Regions from separate parts of the Bombyx mori genome. Here region 1 is linked to region 2. The links are chromatin contacts, called in public Hi-C maps. All regions are on one chromosome and are shown on one strand. Each heading gives the region's core, a stretch centred on a gene start, on an enhancer-like site or on the middle of the called end of the contact. The rest is flanking DNA. Distances are from core to core; before and after follow the strand shown.

What was found. A called contact is a pair of places that touch in the nucleus more often than the background predicts.
Region 1: a contact with region 2 is called in a Hi-C map of whole pupa, with 1.6 times the contacts expected there. The contact joins the promoter of LOC101738498 here to the enhancer-like site in region 2. A contact is called at or near these places in 3 of 7 Hi-C or Micro-C datasets (midgut and whole pupa).

Annotation. Positions count from the first base shown.
Region 1 is chr4:15,989,709-15,996,868 of ASM3026992v2, forward strand. LOC101738498 (protein spire) reads right to left here and starts at 5,635. Exons shown (of 17, transcript XM_062668357.1): 1 at 5,129-5,635. The coding sequence starts at 5,393. It overlaps LOC101736631 (tyrosine-protein phosphatase non-receptor type 23), which reads right to left. Exons shown (of 22, transcript XM_038010755.2): 22 at 5,902-7,160.
Region 2 is chr4:15,926,175-15,932,583 of ASM3026992v2, forward strand. The region is part of intron 2 of LOC101738498 (protein spire); the gene reads right to left. Among protein-coding and RNA genes, the nearest start is that of LOC134198825, 46 kb to the right of the region's middle. Within about 2 kb of position 2,522, at least 5 of the 8 cell types and tissues checked have open chromatin away from gene starts, as enhancers often do.

The DNA.
Region 1 (7,160 bases), core at 4,385-6,884, 67 kb after region 2:
ATCATATTCATAATGTAAACATAAATGAGATAATATCGGTAAGCAACGACATCGGAAACGACAATGAAACAATTTAAGCGACTCACTCAATGTATCAGTTAGCACTTACACGATAAACCGTCCTTAGCGCAAGCATGAGTCGCGGCCGTTTAGTTCACACGGTCACGACCGCTGTACATATTTTGACAACGATTACAGATACGTCTTTTATCCCGGTCGCGGTGTAAACAGAAGCCATCCGGTTAAAGAAAATGCTTACAGACATCAAACCTATCCTATCCTTTAAATTTTCAAAAAAACAAAAACTAGTTAATATAACACAAACAGTTCGTAGTCTATTTGAAAAGACGACGGAGTTGCCCGTGATCTTGCGATTATACTTATTGCTTATGTTGCAAGCCAGACTTTGTTTCTTTTTACTTATGTTTTTATGTATCTTTTTAGCTTGTGATGTGTATTGTGTGCCTAATAAATAAAACTAGATGATGACCGAGCTTAGCTCGTTTTTTTTTTTTGATAACGCCATCTTGTTGTGTCTTTAAAGCGGTTAGTTGCCCTCAATTAAGAAAAATAGTATTATTATTCGCCAATAGATGTCGGGAAGAGTTGATTATTGAAAACACGAATAAAACAACATTTTCTGAAAATAAATCATAGCTAGATCGATTTATCGCCCCCGAAATCCCGTGTATACTAAATTTTATGAAAATCGTTGGAGCCGTTTCCGAGATTCAGATTATATACATACAAGAATTGCTCGTTTAAAGGTATAAGATAAGATAAAATAAAATAAAAATTAATACCATGATTCGATTCTAGACCAGAAATTCCTTGAAAGATTTTTGTATCTGACAAATAGCTTTCATTCAAAATGCAATACAGCCATATAAACAAAATCGCATTGTTTTTCTCACACAAGTCCATGATTTGTACCTTCTATTTTATCGTTGAACTTGTTGGACATTCATCATATTATTCATATTATTTTATATTATAACCAAATTTACAGATACTTTTTCGGTATTTCAAAAAAATATTGGATTTTTTTTTATTCTACAGAATTATGTTACTCGTAGTCTAATTTATTCAGTTACTACTTTTTTCCTTTAGTCCTATTTTAGAATTGACATTTGAATGTCACGCAACAATTTAAAGTTACCTTCAACAGATGTTATGTTTATTAGAGTGTTTTTTCTTGTTGGATTGTCATGGTATTTCCGTCACAGGAATTCAATGTCTTCTGAAAAGCAACGTAAGTAAAATATCCGAACCATATTACGTAGAGTACACAACGGCGGATCCAGGGGGGGCTCATGGGGGTCATGACCCCCCCCCCCCCCGAGCTAGTTCCAGGACTTGAACTAACTTGGACTAATTGAAGAACATCATGTTTTATTTATTATCTATTGTTATCAAAATTAAATTATAAGTTCTTAATTTGCCCACGACTATGTGACCCCCTCCTGGCGCCAAAGCTGGATCCACCCTTGAGAGTACACGCCTTAAGGATTCATTATTAGTCTGATTAATATAGCATATAGGGCGTATAAAACTTGAAATAGGTCGGCAATAAATAACCCAATTGATTAAGTGCGCATGCAAATTTGTAAATTGCAAGACAATAGACCCAAACGAGGTGTCAGTTAATGATTGGTGTCCGACGCTTGTCTAACCTAGATTCTCAACGTGTAGGACTCGGTGATATTTATTAATGTAAAAAATAATACCTCAATTTAAAATTGAAGAATCAATATTTATACATAATTATATTCATTCCAAAGAAATTATCGTTTTAGTCGTTTAGAAAACGTGATGTTTAAATAGACCCCAAAACAATGAAACCGTTCGTTATTGATTTTCGTGAAGGTATGACGAGTATTTAATTAGTATAAAGAGAAACATCATTAGCAATTACTATCGATTGAACTTTTATTTTTCTTTAAGCTGATAAAACTCAAACATAATAATGCATAAAAGATACATTAAATCAATAAAGAAAATATTACACACACTACATATAATGTATTTGACGCACACACGCATGCATACTATTTATTGTCAAACTTTTGTTCTTGACGTCTGTTGTCAAATTGAGAATAGATTAAATATTATTTGTCTTTGTTAATATTTTTTATAGTGTAGTCTTGGCAAAATTTGTGATTATAGAAGTATAAAATGTACCTAATCATAATACAATACAATAAACTTACAATTCCAATTAATTATAGTCGAATTTCGACTACTGCGGGACCTCTAGTCAAAATAATACGACAGGAAGATTCGGTGTCATATTTGTTCGACGTAACGACAATTTAATAGGTGCCGTGTGTACAAATTCTGCTTTGTCTGACACGGGGTGAAGGTCGTTTCACGATAAGATTAATGACACAAACTCTTACGAAAATAAGCCCCTTAAATTGTGTGCCTAAGTATTTGTGTCTTTCATAACGCAATTGTTACATGAAAAATCAATGTTCTTATTATTACAGTATATTTTTTTAAGTCGCGGTATCGACAATAAATGTTTGTTTATAATTTGACGCGGATTAATCCGTCTTTCGTCTTAAAATGAAAAGAAAGATTTTAATGATTTTTCAACAATTCTAATGTTCTATTTGGACAAACGAGCTCACAGCTTGATTTTGATGTCAATCCCAGATTTTCATAATACCGTGAAAGCCTATTCTAGCGTTGCCATTCTGAGCTGCTTCAATGGAAAATTTCACAACAAAAATAAAAGAACGTACTGCGCATAATAATGCCAGTGTTTTGTGAACACAAAAACAAAAAAAAGAAAACAAAAAAAAACATTCTCCATTAAAAGTCACCCGTCACGTTCGTAACGACAACGTGAATGCGCTACCGGCGCCACTACGCCTACGTGACGTGAGTGACGCGTAAGGCTATTCACGAATCACGAATGAACCTGGGCTCGCGGACCCTACCGGAATTACGGCTTCATAACTTTGGATGTCATACCTGCGGTAATCGATTTGTGTAACGTCGTTAATCGCTTATGTAATTTATTGTTTGAGGCTAAATTAACTTCATTAAACACTGGAACCTTTTTTGTCCCTAGTACCTATTGGCTGGTATCTTAATAGCCTTTTACAGCTACGCCCGGACGAGTGGGTGTACCCAAGGGCTCTCGACCTGACAGAATTTGCAACACCAGCCCTAAGAACAGCAGTGCGTCGCAAAATCTACCACCGGATCGGAATCGCGACTCACTGAGAAAATCAGGCGAGAAACTCAATGGACAGTGTCTATGGGTATTATTTTAATCATAAGAGTTGACTTAGTGAAATGAATCGAAATGATGGAGGCGGAGGGGCATTGAAAGAAAATATTTATAGTTTCATAATGATTGGTAAATGTTTCTATTCAATATAGAATTTCACTTTTTATTTGTGATTTAATTAGTGATAGTATCATTATAGTATATTAGTAATAACAAATTTTATTAGTGGTGGTAAGTGAAATTAATTTACTATTACTTACTGCATTTTGACTAATAACTTAAGACGAAATGGGGAATATTCAGCGCTAATACTACCACAAAAACAAAGATTGAGTTCTTGTTTTAGGGGAAATGCACAATAAGAGACTAGCGGGCTTATTACCTAAGTTATTGTGCAGTATTAAAGGCATTAAACATTTCTAAGGAGGTTCTTTACAAATGTATGTATAACTAATTATTTAATTGTAAAGCTTTTTTATTTATTTTTTTATTGCATATGTGGATGGACGAGCTCACCGCCACCTGGTGTTGCCACTCACTTCAGACTGAGGTCTCTGTATGAGGTTCTATAGTACAACGGCTGTCCCAGCCTTCTAACCGGAACGTACATATTACTCCTTCGCGGCAGAAATAGACGGGGTGGCGGTCTATCTTCCATGTGATTTTTGAATCGAGATACCTACGATATCCCGTTGTCGCATTGTTTCCGTAACTGCATTGCGTGCGATTACGCGCCTTAGTTTCTCGTCACTAATTTACGTCATCTAAAGTGTTTTCAGTAACTTTGATTGTAGCGCAAAATACTTAAATTAATAAATTTTACAATCTTTACAAAATTAAGCCGCAATCGAAATTTATTTCATTACACATATTATCACTCTTTTATATTGTGATATTCGTGTAATCACACGTTTAGGTATAGAAAATTCTTTGCAAGGTCGTTTACCAGCCAACATTAGTTTGATAACAACACCTTAAGCTGTAGTCAAATGTAATAACATGTGTTATGTTCTGAATTATCGAACCGCAGCCATTAAATTTAGATTTAATTGATGCTAGCTACGAAAAATCGGATGGTCCTCAAAGAGACATTTGATCAGACATATACTTATGTAATACTTAGGTATTTATCAAAAATGTTCATGTTGGTACAATTATAACAATTGACGATTGTATTTAAGTAATTCTTTTTGTATTATTTAATGATATTATGGATCGAAATTTCGACTTAATTATTGTTAGGCTGTAATTGGAGTTACAGTTATCGTAACGTCGTCCACCTTAATACATGAGGTCGAAATTGCATTTGAGATATGGGAAACGCACCCTTCAAATCGAAACTACATGGACAACAGCAATGGCAGAACCACAACCAAGCTTCTGCTACCGCCTTCCTGTTGATCCTGAGCATATTATTATACATACATAATTAAACTGTTTAGAATAATTGGTAACCACTTCGAGATGAGAATTAATATTAATATGCCTGTATAAATTTCAATAATCGAAAGATTTTATAGGTGTATAAGTAATTCCAAAAACGTAGCTTTTGTAGGTAATTTAGACACAAAACATCTCAGGAGGTTGAAGTGGCGGATAATTATTTTCCCAGCCCCTAAAAATTAACATAAATTCTAGACGTATTTTTTAATAATCCTACTAATATAATTTACAATATCATATTATGGTAGACGTGAGCTGAACATATCGCAGGATGAAGCTCGATAATAAAAAATGTTTTGAATATTAAATCATCGCTGCAATCGTTCCATGATTTTTGGTAATTACGTGTTTCTCGATCAGTCTGCGTGTGTAGCGTTGATAAGAGCAATTATTTATAAAATCCATCAGAATGTTGATCATAAATTTTGTTTTTAACGCACGTACCTCCTGGATGCAGCAAGGTGCTGGGATGTATATTCCCATCTTTATGTAGCAAGATATGCTTAGGCTCGGTCACCAAGTAACAGGTGTTTCCGTCCGCAATGCATCTCTGGAAGCATCGCGCCGACTGATAGCACAGTGCCCAGGCGTGCTCCTCGCTTATGGACGAGTTGAACGCCTCCAGGATCTGCTGGAGGCTGATGCAGTTCGAAGCGTTCAGCGTGAACTCCGTCCCGCCGGTCGCTCCGGCAATACCCTTGCGCATCATCGCGCTCAGCCGGCCGGCCAGCGACCATCCATCCTTACATACAACGTTCACAACACAACACCGATCGTGCCGCACTTTTATTCACATAAAAATTTCTCACAAAAATATATAGTAAACGTGTTTTTATTGTCACCGTGCCTCCCCCGAAACGTCACTGTCACCGGTTGACAAGGGGGTGGTTTGAAATATTGTGTTGTTGTGCTCGCGATCGTTCAGCGCATGCGCGAGCCGCGTCAGTCAAACGATCAGTACGTACGAACACTGCGGACGTGTGTGGCAGACTGGCAAGTGGCGGCGAGCGACAGTCCGCGGTCCGCGCTCGGCTCCCAGCCTCCAAACTCGGGGACCGAGATGCGCCCTACCCCTTACTTCCTATTTTCCTCGACCAAGCACGAGAAACTTCATATTACGCACGACTATTGGTACTTCGATTTCCCGATCGACTAGCTTCCATTTCGTTTGGCGGAGATAAGATACGAGATAGGTGCGTTTCACAATAATACAATGATAATTTGAACATTTTTATTTTATTTTATTTTATTTCAGTACATGTAAACATCACTAATCAATCCATTAAACAATCTTTCGATGACGTAATGGTTTACCAATTAGTTTAAAAAAAAAAAGGAAAATCTTTAAGGATCATCGTTACACTCGTAATATTATTTGCAACTTTTAGATAGTACACTTATTTGCAAAACTCAAAATTTTGTTGAAAATATTGACAAATTGAGTTTTCTATTATAAATACTAAAAGATAAATGGAATGTTAATACCTAAAATAAATTACACAGACAATTCAAATCAAAGATTTAATACAAAGTGTGTTTAGTTGATGAGTACAAATCAAAAAATTGTTTTGCATTAAAAGAAGTGTAGTCATTTATTTATATTTTAATTCGAAGAAAATGTATTTATTATCTTATCGAACAAATATATGACAATACCTAAATAGTTTCCTTCTATTATAATTTAAAAATCAACACGATTGTGACAAAAGATCATATGATTTACACAGGGATTACACAGGGTGTATTGGAACCGTTCCGGGACATGAAAATTCTTAGTAAAGTAAATTCATAAATTCAAAGGATAGTTCTCTCATTTGGAAAGTCTCAATTGGAAAATCATGTTTTTTTTCCGTAGCACGCGATGTAAAGCAAACAAAAGCTGACAGACTAGCGGGACTCTGATACGTACCGATGCGATGGTTAGCTGCTTTCTCATTTCATTACACTCACGTTTTAAAAAAAAAAAATTCACGACATAGCCTTACATCTCTATTCTCAAGCATTTAAAAATAGAAAAGACTCAACGTCTATCCACAACCTGCCTACAAAAAATATTGCGGTATTTTGGTCATGTCGCACGCAGGGATATCAGCAATTTGGAACGCCTTGTGGTGACCGGTAAAATCGAAGGAACAAGACCTAAGGGTGGAGGTCCCAAACGATGGTCGAACCAAACAGCGGAGGAACTAAAAATACTTCTCAGAGACGCACTCCACCAAGCTACAGAACGGGATCGATGGAGACAGCTAGTTGACGGAATCAAACTGAGTCACGATCCTCAGCAATGAAGGACCGATTGAAGAGAGAGAGAAACTCACATGAGCCTGCAAGTATTCATATTCAGTGTGTGAATACAGGTTTCCATTAACCTTAGTCTTTAGAATGAGCTCAACGGTGTTTCCTAAGCGCTGACATGTCCTTCTTCCAACGAGGCTTGCGAAGAGTACCTTACGGCAGGCAGCGACTTGCCTGTGCC
Region 2 (6,409 bases), core at 1,272-3,771:
CCACGGTGTTTCCCGAGTGCTATGACATATCCTTCTTCAAACGAGGCTTGTGGAGAGTACTTAATGGTAGGCAGCGTCTTGGCTCTGCCCCTGGCATTGCTGAAGTCCATGGATGACGGTAACCAGTCACCATCAGGTGGGCCATATACAAATTACCCCGAACATCTGTAAAGAAAATGCTGACTTCCACCGCTATTCAATTCCGTACTTTAATAGTCATCACCTTTAATAACTTTTTTTTCCACAGGAGAAAATCGCAGGATAACCCCCCCCCCTCCCCCCGCGGCAGGTAGGTTATGTGGGAGTTGAACCTCACTAAAAACTCCTGCCGCTCACAGCCGGCAGCCTACCCCGGACCGGGCCAGAACCCAGTCGGAGCTACTGAAACGGCGAGACAGGGTTGACGCAGAGCATATTACATCCATCCCGTCGTGCCAATCGTTAATAACTCGACTAACTAGTTAACAGATAAAAATATCATTCATACAAGTAAACGTAAAAATTAAAAAACAAAAAGCATTGACCTAGTTTAGCACAAACATTATTGTCATCAAGTCAATAATACCGTGGTTCGCTTCTTGACGGTAAAAACTAAGAATCCATTCAATCATCACAAGACAAGCTCGGCGGTATCATAACTCCGTAATATTATCAGAAATACACACGATAATGATAGTGCAATAATGATAAATAGAATTAACACGACTTTAAAGATTTAATTATGACACGAGATACAGATGAAGACAATTTATAAGAGTATTTAAATAAACTAGTGGTCGCCCGGCTGTCGAAATTCGACTATAAATAATTGAAATTATAAGTTTGAACATTATTATGGTTCTATTGTCAAAGATTTCCTATAAGATTATGCTTTATAAGTCGTCGTGGCCTAAAGGATAAGACGTCCGGTGCATTCGTATGTAGCGATGCACCGGTGTTCGAATCCCGCAGGCGGGTACCAATTTTTCTAATGAAATACGTACTCAACAAATGTTCACGATTGATTTCCACGGTGAAGGAATAACATCGTGTAATAAAAACCAAAACCGCAAAATTATAATTTGCGTAATCACTGGTGGTAGGACCTCTCGGGAGTCTGCACGGGTAGGTATCACCACCCCGCCTATTTCTGCCGTGAAGCAGTAATGCGTTTCGGTTCGAAGGGTGGGGTAGCCGTTGTAACTATACTGCGACCTTAGAACTTATATCTCGAGGTGGGTGGCGCATTTACGTTGTAGATGTCTATGGCCTCCAGTAACCACTTAACACCAGGTGGGCTATGAGCTCGTCCACCCATCTAAGCAATAAAAAAAGGCTTCCAAAATCACAGATTTTGCCAAGACTACACTTTAGACAAATGTTAATAAAGAAAAACAATATTTAATCTATTCTCAATTTGACCACAGACTATCAGCAATAAGAAAAGTTTAACCATAAATAAATAGTATGCATGGGTGTGTGTCAAATATAATACATGGTTGTGAGAGTAATGTTTTATTTATTTATTTAATGTATTTTTATATTTTTTTTTTTTTAAATATTAGCATTCTGCACTCCTTCTCTATATTCTCTATAAGTGTGGAAAATTTCATATTCCCCCGTCCGCGCAATTTTCGTACAAAGGGGTATAAAGATTTTCTTCACGTATTAATTAATATACAGATATTCTCAACTGAATGATTTCAAAAATTACTATTGTAATGGATACAAGACAACAAAAAATCTACTGAGCCTCATTTTCGTTAAACGAATAAGAAAAATAAACAAGAAAAACGTGATCCGTGAATGCCTATGATTACGCATCCCTGCCGATCAACTAATGAACTCAATTACTTGAAGATGTATAGCTTCAATTATGAAGGCCGCTTAACTCATATCTCATTGACATGTTTACGTATAGCTAATGTAATAAATAACGTTATGGATCTTACAAAATACTCATGAGAAGATGCCTTTATGATTGAATGACGTTAATCCTAATTAATATTATCAATGCGAATGTTTATGAGAATAGACGGTTAGATGTTTGGTACTCTATCCCGCAAAAACTACTTTTCATTTATTTATTGCTTAGATGGGTAGACGAGCTCACAGCCCACCTTGTGTTAAGTGGTTACTGGAGCCTATAGACATCTACAACGTAAATGCGCCACCCACCTATCTACTTTATATCACACACATCCACCTGTCCTTAAAAATAAGTGTGCAATCATACACTTTACAACTAATGTCGGTAATCATTAAAAATACTTGCAGTCGTCTCATGAAATAGTTTACGCAATCAAACTTAGGAAACATCCCTATTTATACACTTACATTCACGGAAATGGCAGCTATTTTATTATCAAACTACATATTTAAATAAATATATTTGCATCGGTATTAACTATTTCTGGAAAATGGAAACCCAACGACGGCCAATAACACGAAACCGATACCAAACATATATTCACTTTCGCCCGTTTGATTGTTATCTTGTGAACTGACCGAGCGAGTACCCGACGGTGGGGTTCCTTAGTGACGTCACGTCTCTAATCAGCGTCATAACGCCGAGAACCCGAACGCCATACGAGCTCGAATATGTCTACATAATGTTGCCCTTTCTAATTTCGCCAGTTTATATTTCATTGTCCACGAGAGATGCGGTTGAACATAGATTATATTTAATTTTGTCGTTCAATGCAAAGAGTATAAAAGACAGGTTATCAAATTTTTTTTCTTTTTCCTACCTATCCTGATAGCCTTGAGAGGCTATTTCAGCTTCGCCCTAACGTGTAGGTGAGCTCACGGGGCTCAAGCCGGAGTGATGCTAACACTGGCCCTAACACGACCCACTGAGAAGATCCGGCGAGAAACTCAGTGTCTGTGGGTTGTTAATTCGCCCGTCGAGCCCTTCGTCGCAAGCGACGGGTTCGACGAGGACGGTGACCGGTGCTTGTGAATGACATGTTTTGGGCGAGGTTATCTATGCTGATTGGTATTTGTAATGAAACAGTAAGTGGGAGTTAAACTTGTGATGTGAGAGCTTCTGCGCTGAATCACGGAGCGCCCATGCTGTTAGTGGTTCTTCGATCTTTCCATCACCGATTTTGGCAGGTCTTTTTTTTCTTCTCTTTTCCTATCGGTTCACTTCTCCCCTCTTTCTGCTTTCGACAACTAAAACTGAACTGTTACTCACTAACCACTCCGTCATTTAGGGATTCCAATAAACTTAATAAAATTACATTGCTTGTTCAACGCACCGGATAAAAGTATTGTTGCAGTCCACATCATCTGACATCGCAGACAACGTATTAAAGTATCATTCGCATCGTGGGATAAAATGTAGTCAATCATGACATGACCTACCAGATATTACTTATCTAGTATTTAGGATCTAATGACCTTTTTTATTTTTCACTTCTCTCATACGAGATTTCGGGCTCAATGTCCGAATCTATTAAGTCTATGGACGAAACACCAATATTATGAGCAATAAATAAAAAAATGATACTTTTACTTAATCAACAATTACTGAGTCCAAATTGAGACTTGCTTGTCTAACGGCTATAACATATTTTCTGTCTTGGGTTTTTTGTGTTAAAGTCGTATATTTCATAAAGGTACAGATCTATATAGATATAGACGCGGCCACAACCGGTCGGGCCCCTCGTTCCGCGTTACGAGGCACATTGATCAAGTTGATCGATGTTGGTGCGTCGATAACGGACTACACTAACTCACATTCGACTGTACCGTTGAAACGACTGGTTCGTTTCGGGATGCTGCCTTCCTACTTCCCGGCGGTATCCAACAGAAGAATCATATACTTTTTTATTTGCCAATATGGATAAAGGCTCCTCTTAGCGCGAAGCAATTCGAAGCCAATAGAGATCACAATGATAGCGAAGATACTGTCCACTTTAAGACTGACCCATGGACTTCAGCAATTCCAGGGGCAGAACCAAGCCGCTGCCTACCGCAAATGTCTTAAGAATAGGAACCTATTCTACAAATTTTTGCCGATTGATGGATGGCCCATATTGTGTGGCGGTTTTTTATTTGTGATATTTCTTTTATAATGAAATAAGGCTAGCTCAATAGCAGTTGAACTAAATGCCATATTACACGCCATTAACATCTTGCTAAGTAGAGAGAACATTCTTCATATTATTTCCCTATCTATTATTTTAAGAATAACTCATCACCGTCGTATCATAAGAGCTAGAGACGTACCTATTATTGTGTAAGTACTGTATAAGTCGGCAGCGGTTGAGTATCACCAAAATAAGCAGTCGGTTCGTCGTAATAATCTATACTAATATTATAAAGAGGAAAGATTTGTTTGTTTGTTTGTTTCGAATAGGCTCCGAAACTACTGGACCGATTTGAAAAATTCTTTTTCCATTAGAAGCCGACATTGTCCCTGATGAACATAGGCTACTTTTTTCTATACTAATATTATAAAGAGGAAAGATTTGTTTGTTTGTTTGTTTCGAATAGGCTCCGAAACTACTGGACCGATTTGAAAAATTCTTTTTCCATTAGAAGCCGACATTGTCCCTGATGAACATAGGCTACTTTTTTTATTTTTTTTTTATTTATTTTTTTTGCTTTCATGTGTGTTTTAATGTTTCCGAAGCGAAGCGAGGGCGGGTCGCTAGTCTATATATAAAATTAATCCTAGTGTGTTCGTTTGTACGTGATGTATACCTTCGTTATTGTTGCCGTTTCATAAAACGGTTTTAATTACAGTACCATTAATACAAGTCAGGTGGCGCGCGATTATTTCAAAACAATTTGTGCATTTCATAAATTTAGCAAGAGACACAGAGCGGAAAGTCGTCGTCGTGTTTCACTTGTCTGTGTCTAAAAAAAACCATGTCAAAAGCCTAAAAACATTAGGACAAATAAAAAATTTAAAAGACAAACATTATAATCCTGACCCACTAACCGATAATACTAAAAACTACATATACACTGAACACACGATTTCTTCGATTTTTATATTTCCGAACGAAGTTCTGAATACCGCACGAATGAATCATCGTTATCAAATTAATTTGTATTCACAAAATTCGGACGCGTCCACTGTCAAGATTCATCTTAATACAAACACTAACGAGGATACAAAAAAAATTGTCGAAATTGTTGACCCTTGACCCGCTTCTCGACTCCTGATATGGGATAGTGTGTCAGCATTATGTTTACGATATTATTAAGTTGTTTTTTGTTAATAAAAGACAGACATACAGACACACTTACGGCCCAATCTATTCGCTACAATGTGGCGCTAGTATCTAGCAAATATTTACCAGATATACTGGTATTTTTATTGTTCAAAATGATATTAGTTAGTATCCATCTGTATGGAAACTTGTCCTTTATAAAGGGAAAGAATAATAGTTCAACAATCTAAGATTAGAAGTTTAAAGCATATAAAACATATATAACAAATCTTAGGATCAAGTGTGTATCAATATCCTAAAAACCGGTGAAAAGCCCCGATGAAACTACTGAACGATCGTAAATTCTCATCACACAACCCGTGCGTAGTACAGCAAACCTATAAAAAGACCAAAATGATCTTTAGCGTCTTACGTTGAAAAGTTATTTTCCTGTATTCCAAGCGAATCATATGACCTTACGTCTTTGTCAGAAGGTTTTGTTTGTGGACTCCGCGCCGTCTGCCGCGAGACGTTAACTGACAAAGCCAGGCTTACTGAATGAGAGCACCAAGTTGAACAGGACACAGATAACTATGTGTTTTACTAAAGATTCTGAATACATTTCTAACTTTGTGATATTTTCCTGAAGGCTTCTATCCACGTCTGTTTTGATCGATGTTCAGCTATACGCTTTCACAGTTACAATCGTATTTGTTCCATTACATCAGTAATTTTGTATAAACATTGCTAGAATAGTAATATTTAGAAGACTCGGAAATGGCTAAATATAGCAAATAAAAAAAGAACCTAAGTTTTTGTAATTTTACAATATATTTTAAAATTCTTTATTTTCTCCCAATTTCATAAAACAGACACAAAAAACGGGGGCCCTGATATAAGCGTCAATTATTATATGTTAATCAAATTTTCAATACTAAATATTATGTAAAAACCACTAATTAAGGTGTCGTTTTGTTGCCTAATCATCAACATTAAATGAAAATTGGGTTGATGTAATCTATACATCTATGCATATAAATAAAATTGGAGTGTCTGTTTGTAATATTGAAATAACCGCTTTTTACTTCATGCATATGAATATACCAAAATAACAATTTTTACAATTTTTGTCTGTCTGTCTGTCTATCTGTCTGTTTGTTCCGGCTAATCTCTGTAACGGTTGGACCGATTTTGACAGGACTTTCACTGGACTTTCACTGACAAGTAGTTGATGATTTTTTTTTTTTTATTGCCTAGATGTG